Linked DNA regions of Zea mays: region 2 is linked to region 1. The links are chromatin contacts, called in public Hi-C maps. All regions are on one chromosome and are shown on one strand. Each heading gives the region's core, a stretch centred on a gene start, on an enhancer-like site or on the middle of the called end of the contact. The rest is flanking DNA. Distances are from core to core; before and after follow the strand shown.

Evidence for each region. A called contact is a pair of places that touch in the nucleus more often than the background predicts.
Region 2: a contact with region 1 is called in a Hi-C map of endosperm, with 3 times the contacts expected there. The contact joins the enhancer-like site here to the promoter of LOC100191541 in region 1. A contact is called at or near these places in 7 of 25 Hi-C or Micro-C datasets (bundle sheath, ear, endosperm and 3 more).

What each region holds. Positions count from the first base shown.
Region 1 is chr1:96,454,061-96,459,053 of Zm-B73-REFERENCE-NAM-5.0, forward strand. LOC100191541 reads left to right here and starts at 2,453. Exons shown (of 5, transcript NM_001365495.1): 1 at 2,453-2,900; 2 at 4,394-4,724. The coding sequence starts at 2,573.
Region 2 is chr1:96,650,977-96,655,969 of Zm-B73-REFERENCE-NAM-5.0, forward strand. No RefSeq gene overlaps it. Among protein-coding and RNA genes, the nearest start is that of LOC103637673, 110 kb to the left of the region's middle. Within about 2 kb of position 2,150, at least 17 of the 20 cell types and tissues checked have an H3K27ac peak or open chromatin away from gene starts, as enhancers often do. A contact at or near this core is called in bundle sheath, ear, endosperm and 2 more, where this site is marked.

The DNA of each region.
Region 1 (4,993 bases), core at 1,203-3,702:
TCTTATCCTTTGGTTTCAGGTTTTAGAAATTGATTGGGGGGCAATACAGATTGATGATAGATGCGAGACGTTGGAATGGAGCACTTCGTAGACGACTACTTTTCTGTTGAAAAACTTAAAAAGGCTTACGCACGAAGGATTGAAAGTGTGGGCGACAAATCCTTTTGGCCACAAGTGGCCATAGCCGAGGAAGTGAATGCACCTATTGGTAAGAGGAGTGTTGGGCGACAAAGGAAGAATAGGATGAAAAGCTGCCTAGAAGGTGGTGCTGCAAAGAAGAAACGGTCCATACCTGAGGAGGAAAAGGAGAAGAAGCTACTCAGAGGAAAAATTAAATGCCCGAACTGTGGCCAACTCGGTCATAGGAAGGCCAGCCCAAAATGCCCTCTTAATGGGTCCAAAAAAGGCAAGCCATTTTATTTGAACCGCAGCTTGAAATGCCCTCTTAATGAGCAGTTTTTTTACTTCATAATGGTATTTTTTTGGTGTTTTTCAGGAAAAGGAAACCTCGAAAAATAGCACAAAACAATGGTTTCCAAAAAATGTGGCCGAATCATCTCAACATCAGGACCCACCAGATGACCCCGGAAGACTGAAGTTACGAGTCAAACACAGGTGATGTTGTGCCAGGGAGTTGATGTTGTGCAGTAGGAGTTCCAGGGAGTTCATGTTGGGCACTTAACCCCACCAAGGCTTTTGTTGGGCGCCACAACTTCAGTTGGTCATGTTGAGCACTTAACCCCACAAAGGCACAAAAAGAGAGTAGTAGGAAAGAAGTTGACGACGAAGAAGAAACATGTTTGAAAGTAACTGGATGTGTGAGACTAGCTAAATCTATATTCCATGAGACTATGTGTATTTGTATGTGTGAAACTATGTGTATGTGTGAAACTATGTGTATGTCTGTGGTCAAACTATGTCTATTCGATGAAGAGTTTCTGTGGTCAAACTATGGCACATTCAGTTTATGTTTATGAAGAGTTTCTGTTTTCAATTAGTCCCTCTTCCATGTTCAGTTTGTAGCTCTCTTTTCAGTTTATGTTCATGTGACTGAAAACAGAATCGAAAATAGAAACTGAAAACAGAAACCCAGGTTCACAGGTGGACATACACAACTTCAGAAAGAAGCTTTATGTTCATGTGACTGAAAACAGAAACCGAAAACAGAAACCCAGGTCGACAGGTGGACATACACAACTTCAGAAAGAAGCTAACTCTTATGATGCATGGAACAAGTTCACTACCAGGTTCATAAACTTCAGTCATACATACCCAAGTTCACAGTAGTTCACTACCAAGTTCAGTTACATAATAAGGTTATTGAAATACTCAGATAACCTTACACAAGCTAACTCTTACACAGATAACACATCCAGTGCCCATTCCACACCACCCATACTACTCTACTTCCTCTGACGACCCCGAATCTCTTCATAATTGACATCATCCAGTGCCCATTCCCCACCACCCATATCTTGATCTTCAGCAAATTGGTTATTGAAATACTCAGATAATGGTGGCGACGGACCAGCTTCGAGATCTTCTAAACGTTGTGCTTCCTCCTCAAGTGACTGAGCAAGCTCATACACGCGCCACATTGCGAAGTTCACTGACACCTCTTTGGCCGTATCTGGCGAATCCATAATCTCGTCTCCAGCCAAATCTTTCAACTCCTCCCAACTACATGCATCTTTGCAATGGCTTGGGCGAGGTCACTACGAACCGTTTCAAATCAGGTTATTTGCGAAACCACAAACAATGTTGTTGGAATTGAACATAGTACTGCAAAAGTTTACAAACCACAACCCTAAATTAGGTGGAAGGGAAACCTTACCGACACTGAACGAGGTGCCGAGCACTGCTTGAAGACAGAATGGGTCTGCCGTTGGGAAGTAAATTGCATCTAGCTGTTGTAGGATTAGGGATGTTGCTGGTGAGTTTGTTGGGTGTAGCACGTACCTGATGTGGCCGCGCAGGTGACATCCTTGCCGATGGAGTGCTCCTTGCCGCTACCGTCGCCTGTAGGCTTGGCGATGATTGACACAGACAATCGACTGAAGGCGGCAACCACTTCGGCCTCACTGTCGACCTCGACATCGACGTCGACGACCAGCCGTTTCTTCCCTCTCGTCGGAGTCGCCATCGGAGGAACTAGCACAGAAAGATTGACAGAAAGATTGGCGGCGCTGTGGAATGGAAAGAGGAGTTAGGTTTTCACCCGGCTCCGTGGTTAAAGCAGGGACAAAATTGACTTTTATCATAGCTCATGGAAGGTTACAGAGGGCGGGAGATTAACCGTCCCAATTTGATGTTGATGTGTGCTTCATAATACCAAAGTAGCGAGGTGTAGCGGAGTAGTAGACCGGCGAAGTCGCTCGACGACAATGTTACAAAGTCAATTAACTCCAACTAGACGAGGTCAGCCACGCGCAACGGCGCAAGCCGAATCCACCAACGCCAAACGACCGCACCAGCCAGTCCACTTCGCCAGTGATCTGTCTCAGCTCGTCGCGTCTCCGGCGCCGACAGACACGGGCGAGTGGGCAACGCGGCTCCGAGATCGGCGGGCAGGATGATGATGCTGATCGACTGCTCGAGGTGCCGTACCCCGCTGCAGCTGCCGCACGGGGCTCCCTGTATCCGATGCGCCATCTGTGGGGCTATCACGCACGTCGCCCCCGCCCCTCCTGTCGAGCCCAACCGCGGTGCCGTACAGCCGCCGCCGGGGTGGGGTCCACCGCCGCCGCCGGTGCACGGGCGAAAGCGAGCCGTGGTGTGCGGGATATCGTATCGGCACTCGCGGTATGAGCTGAAGGGCTGCATCAACGACGTCAAGTGCATGCGCCACCTCCTCATGACGCGCTTCAACTTCCCCGACGACTCCATCATTATGCTCAACGGTCCGTAGATCCGCACCCTCTGTTCTGCATTGCTGCTCTACCGACTCCTAGGAAGTCGATCGAATTGGTTGGCCGCAATTTCGGGTCAACTCTTTGCCTGTATAAGATCCTTGTATATGTGGTTTCTCCTGCGGCACGATTGATTGCCAAAGAGAAGGATAGGATGAGATATGATGACTGGAGGAGGCCTTGCGGTCGGCTACCTTTATTTGTTCCAATTATTCTTATCCTTGGCATATTTTATTAGGGTTGATGCTGGAGGATGCATGAATGCATGTTTCGTCCAATATTATGAGATATTTATCACCTGTCTGACCAAATGGTTCTGCCTCAGGCCGTTTAAAAAAAAAGGATAAGTACATGAATATGCTTGCTTGGCCATTTTGGATCATATATGATGTTCAGGTTGAGAATTGAGATAATCAGAAGGAAGGTATAGTTTCTGCTAGTATTTTTCCAAACCAGGAGATTTTGTCTTAACTTTGATTTCAGCAACTGAATCCCAAGTGTGGAACTGCAAATTCATGTAAAGTTCAGACTGTTTAAAGTGGTTATATACATTGTGGGTCCTGCAAGTTTCTGCAAAGAAATTAAGGATTTTCTACTGTTCATCCTTCCAAATATGGGAATTTTATGTTTTGTGAAAAATATAGATGCAATCCCACAGTTGGGAATTTTCTAGATTAGTAGATTGAATGTCTATATTTTGAATGTCATCGATGTTTGAATTTGAGGCTGACGTTGTCTATCTCACACCAAATCACGGGTCTAATTCATATTGGCTAGGCTACGATGTTGTTGTATATAGATAGGGGGTTTTATGGTTTTCTCGGTCTGTGTAAGAATGTCCTCTTCTTAATGCAATGCTCGGGGTTGTCTTATCACCACTGGTCGAGTTTTTTTAATATACCTGTCTGTGCCTGGTCTGAAGGGCAAGTTTGGTTTAGTGTTGAGAGTTGTCTCACTGAGTCACTAGGTTGCGGGTTTGAAGGACTCTTTCCACATTTGTGAAGGGAAGTCTTGCCTCGGCTTATCCCTTCCTTATACCTCACTTATGTGGGAGCTTTAAACACTGGGTCTGACTCTTTTGTTTGTGCCTGGTCTACAATACTTACATAATATTATTTTATGCTTATTATCTTTTTCCTTACTGATCTACTTGATGTGCCGCCAGTGGTTTTGCATATTTATTAGCTTCTTTTGAGTATTCTACTCAAGTTGAGTTAGATTTTCCATGTTTTATATACCAACTAAAGTGCTAATATTTTTTTTGAAAGATTTGAAGTGCAAATACTACCTTGGAGCTTGCTTCCTTCTTTTTGGTACCACATGTAACTGAGGCACATTTACATTAGGTGCAATTTAGATGTCAGATGAATTTGCATTTTGATTATTTTGAAACGTTATGTACTGAGTGTAGCAATTTTTTTGATAATGTGTTGTTTCTACTTTTGAACCCTAAAAAAGTAAACACTTTTAATACATTCTTGCAGAAGAACAAACCGACCCCTACAAAATCCCAACAAAGCATAACATAGGGATGGCCATGTATTGGCTTGTGCAAGGTTGTCAACCTGGAGACTCATTGGTGTTCCATTATTCTGGGCATGGAGCACAGCAAAGAAACTACAATGGAGATGAGGTTGATGGGTTTGATGAAACCCTCTGCCCATTGGATTTTGAGACACAAGGAATGATTGTGGATGATGACATAAATACAGCACTAGTTCGACCACTTCCTCGTGGAGTTAAACTTCATGCATTCATTGATGCTTGTCATAGTGGAACTGCACTTGATTTGCCTTACCTCTGCAGAATGAACAGGTAACTTTATATTATGCATGGCCATTTGATCTTTTTTATGTTCTCCCGCTTACCCTTGGCATATGAAGAGCTGTTTCTGAACCTAATGGGAACTTTATTATCTTCCGATATCTGGAATTAGCACTGCAAAAAACTGCTATCCATCCCATAAAAAGTCTGCTACCTATTTCTGAACCTAATGCAAATCTCATGTTAGTTTTGTTATGTTTAAATTCATCATGATATGGTTTTATTGAAATAAAATCTGGGTACAGCACCAAATATCAATG
Region 2 (4,993 bases), core at 900-3,399, 200 kb after region 1:
ACAAGGCAACATAGAATGTTAAATGTTAAAGCCCTTCGTCCGCTGAAGCGTTATTTCCCTGAGGATTTCATGAGCTTCGGACGAAGGTCATGGATGATAAATCACGAAGGTCCTACCTTCGTGTTCAGAAATAAAACAATGCAAAGTGAAATATAAAATATAAAACGTTAAAGAACACCAAGAATAAATAACATTATTTACCTATTTTATAATATAAACTGAAATATTAAAACATGATGTTTAGTTACATTTATACCTTCGCCTTGGCAGAAAACAATAATTCCAGAGTAATGCGTTGACAATTACAGGATTGCGTGAACAATAAAGGAGTACTGTTTACTATTTATAGGCACAGGACGTAGCCTGTAAGAAATTACAATCATACCCCTTACAAAAGATTACAACTATGAATCAGACCCTTATGGACTAAAAAGTCATTCCATCTTTAAGTCGGTTCGATCCTTCATCTTCGGATACGCTATAATATCGAAGCTTCATGAGCGGTAGCTTCGGTATCACGTATAAACAGGTTTTGCCGAAGGTGTTTCTTCCTGAAGGACCTTCGGCGACGAAGCATGGTCCCAACAGCAGGCGGCGCTGTTTTTCTGTCAGGTCAGTCAGTGGAGCGGCGAAGTGACTGCGGTCACTTCGGCCTTGTCGACTGAGGAGCGTGCCTCAGGATAAGGTGTCAGACGATCCTTGCATTGAATGCTCCTGCGATACGGTCGGTTGGCGTGGCGATCTGGCCAAGGTTGCTTCTCTGCGAAGCTTGCCCGAGCTGGGCCTCGGGCGAGTCGAAGGTGTGCCCGTTGCCTGAGGGGACCCTCAGGCGAGACGTGAATCCTCCTGGGTCAGCAGTCTTTGCCCGAGGCTGGGCTTGGGCGAGGCGAGATCGTGTCCCTTGAGTGGACGAAGCCTTGACCGGAATCGCGCCCATCAGGCCTTTGCAGCTTTGTGCTGATGGGGGTTACCAGCTGAGATTAGGAGTCTTAGGGGTACCCCTAATTATGGTCCCCGACACATGTATATATAAACGTGTCACTAGCTTCAACCTTTGTGTCATAGTTAAAATTTGATTTTTCAAACAATCTCAGATGAAGAAACACCCAAAAAAGTTGTAGGTCTTGAAAAGTTATGAAACTTTGTAGTTGACAATGTTTTGATTTGAAATCATCTTGTTATAGAAAAATACGTTTAAAACTTTCATACTTGAAAATCAAATTTTGTAAACGACCTCGAATGGTAAAACTACCAAAATAAAAGTTATAGATCTTGAAAAGTTATGCAACTTTGTAGTTGATAAGTTTTTCATTTGAATTCATTTAGTGTCTAAAATAATCAATTTACACTGAGTTTATTATAATATGTGGGAAGGAAAATGTAATAAAGACACAAATGAGTTGGTAGTGTAGTGGTAGATGGTGACTTGCATTATGTGGATGTTATGAGTGCAAATCTCAAAGGTTGTGCATGGGGCTAGTTGGTAGGGAATTAAATGTTTTTGCTTGGGGTATTTTTTTAGTGACACGTATTTATTAAAACACTGACTAAAGTGATTTTATTAGTGACGTCTTCTTACGCGTCACTAATAAGATTTAATTATTGACAAAATGTGAGACGTGTTTTACACGTGTCACTAATAAACCTAAAAACACGTCACTATTGACATGTTTTTGACGTAGTGATGATCACTTGACAAAAACGATTTAGTTGTAGAACGCGATCAAACTCGATATCTCATCCTGTGCCAATATCTCTTCCATCTTTAGAATTATCTAATATAGGGGGTGTTTGGTTTCTAGGGACTAATGTTTAGTCCCTTCATTTTATTCCTTTTTAGTCTATAAATTGCTAAATATAGAAATTAAAATAAAGTTTTAATTTCTATATTTGGTAATTTTGGAACTAAAATGGAATAAAATATAGGGACTAAACATTAGTCCCTACAAACCAAACACCCTCATAATTGAAGCTGGCGTGCTAGCTTATGTAGCATTGAGCACTGAAAGTTCGATCCTCACCTCTTTATCTTTTTATGTAGGAGGGAATGATCATGAAGGCCTCAGTAAAAAAAAAGGCCTATCCCAGCTCAGGATCACTAGATGGGCTTTCTATGGCGTCGACTGGGTTTACCAGCCCATTCTCGGCCAGGACCTGTCCTAGTCCGTGTGCCCATATTGGCTAAAGACCCATCTAGCCCATCCACCTGTTCATGTCACACGTTAATTAAAGCTTCCATCTTTTTCATAGTTTTTTTTGCATACACCATCTCGTGGTATCTGATTGTTGGGTCTCAATACAAGATTACCGATGGTGGTGCTCTCTGCGGCGTCAGGGACGATCCACGACCTAGGGTCAGACAGTCCGCAACCCTACGACAGGAGCGGGCCTTCCCGGTCCACACGTGGAGCCCGAACGGTCCGTGCGTCAGGGATCCGTCAGTGAGAGTGATGAGAGATCTTAGGGTTGTCTTGGAGTCGGCAAGCCATCGAAGACGTCACCAGATGTCGTAAAGTCGAAGAGATGTGAAGATGGTGGGAGAAGGCTACGTTACTGATACTCCTAGAGCAAAAAGTTAAGAAACTAAAGATAGATTGATTTGGTTGGATTATTGGTGCGCGCAATCTACCATACACATTCATATATATATGGGAGGTTTGAACCCGTTCATAGCGTTTTCTAAAAGAGTCCACCGATTTAGATGGATAAAAACACAAAAAAAAGAGATTAAACCATCTGATCTCTCCGTTTAGATGGGTAAATTATCCACCTATAGGGACATACCGCCCGCGGCCCGCACCGTTCGGCCTCTACAGATGTCAAGTATTGGTGCTTACGATGATATAGAGCAAAAAGGAGCGCACGACGCACTAGCAAGATCGCATCCTGTACCCGATCTCTCCGTTTCATCGTTCACGCACTTGTGACGGTCGAGGGCAAGGCAAGCAGCAAAGCATAATTTTTTTTCTTGCCCCTCCCCCGTGCGACCCATCACGCTGCACTGCCACTGCCACTGCCAATACTCTCCAGGAAAGAAAACGAGAAAAAGGGCCGGCGACGTGGACGGTTTCCGGTCAAGTTCGCGGCGCCGGCCTGGGCGGCTGGCCACCTGTCGTCGATCTGGAAATTATTCGACGGCCAGTGCAGTGTCCGGCAGTCTCAGTGTGCCTCTTTCACGACGCTGTCAATTGGAAGGATACGTTGTGTGTGTGTGTGTGGGCGTGTCCAGTAGACAGTAGTGAGACGACTGACGACGCGGACGCAGCAGAGGAGAGGGATCTGTACCTATAGATGTCCAAACGGGCGGCACGGCCCGGCCCAGCCCGAGCCCGTTTGAGCCCGACCCGTTTGAGCCCGTCCTATTAACCGGGCCGGGCCGGGCCGCCCGACGGGCTGACTGTTCTGTCCGAGCACGGCACTACACAGGCCCATCCGTGTCGGGCCGGCCCGGAAAGCCCGACCCACGAAGGAGCCCGGCCCAGCCCGAGCACGCCAACACAGTTCACATTCAAACATTCAAACACATTTCACAGTTTACATTTCCATCCACATAATGACATAAAATCATAAATCACAGACTATATACATATTCACACAATCACACTTGCACAAAACAAAAATATAAAGATAAGTAATATAAAGGATTAGAGCTGTTTGTGCAATGGCTGCCTCATTGAAAACCTTTCTAGGTAAAAACTCACTCCTCGTGAGAAAACCCTAGAAAGGAAAAAAGAGTACAGCCCAGCTCTGATTTAATAAGTTCATGTCTAAGAGTACAGTTTACATCACCAGATGTCCAGATCACTAGAATAGAGTAGGAATAGGAAGAATAGTAGGAGATTACAAAGTGTAGGGCCCTAAGGGTCATCAAGATAAAGTCCTTCAAATGCTTGTTCAAGGTCTTCGTCCTGTGTACAGTGTTGGCCTCTAGCTTCTCCTAGTTCTCAATCTTTCATGCAAAGTAGCATCTCTACCATATAAACAGCTCATATGCAGTCATAGATTCAATAAATAGGCAGTCAAACAGATTCAATAAATATGCGGTCAAACAGACCATATAAACAACTCATATGCAGTCATAGATTGAGTAAACAGATTCAATAAATATGCAGTCAAACACAACTCTAATATGCAGTCATATATTGAGTAAACAGATTCACTAAATATTCACTAAATGAAGATCTAGATCATTGAATATACATTGAGGTATTCACTGATAGTACCTGAGCTCTGGAGAAGGGAGCACCAGATGCTGTCGAAGGTAGCAGGGAGGTGGGAGCACCAGATGCTGTCGGAGGTAGCAGGGAGGTGGGAGCACCGGAGCTGTCGAAGCACGGGATGCGCCGCGCGGCCGCGCCGGTAGGAGGGACCAGGGAGGTTGGACTTGGGAGCACCGGAGCTCTCGAGGAGTGAGCACCGGATGCGCCGCGCCGGTGGGAGGGAACAGGGAGGTGGGAGCACCGAGCACCGGAGCTATGGAGGAGGGAGTACCGGAGTGCGCCGCGCCGGTGGGAGGGAGGAGGGAGGTGGGAGCACCGAGCACCGGAGCTATGGAGGAGGGAGTACCGGAGTGCGCCGCGCCGGTGGGAGGGAGCAGGGAGGTGGGAGCACCGAGCACCGGAGCTATGGAGGACCGGAGCAGGGAGGTGGGAGCACCGAGCACCGGATCGAGGCAGCCGCGCGCTCGCGCACCGTACCGAGAGCACCGGACGCGCACGGGACCAAGAGCATCGGAGGAGCAACGGAGGCAGCCAAGCACGGAGAGCGGGAGAGGAACGCCGCTGCCGAGCACGGAGACGAACGCCGCTGCCGAGCACGGAGACGAACGCCGCCGCCAGAGACCGAGAGCCGGATCTGGGAGCCGCCGCACGGAGAGGAGAGGACGAGGGAGTGAGAGAGCGTTAGGGTTAGGGTTTCACTCACACGGCGACGGGTTCGCTCACACTAAATAAGGCCGTATGCGCGGATCGGCGGATGCGTCCATGCGGTGTGC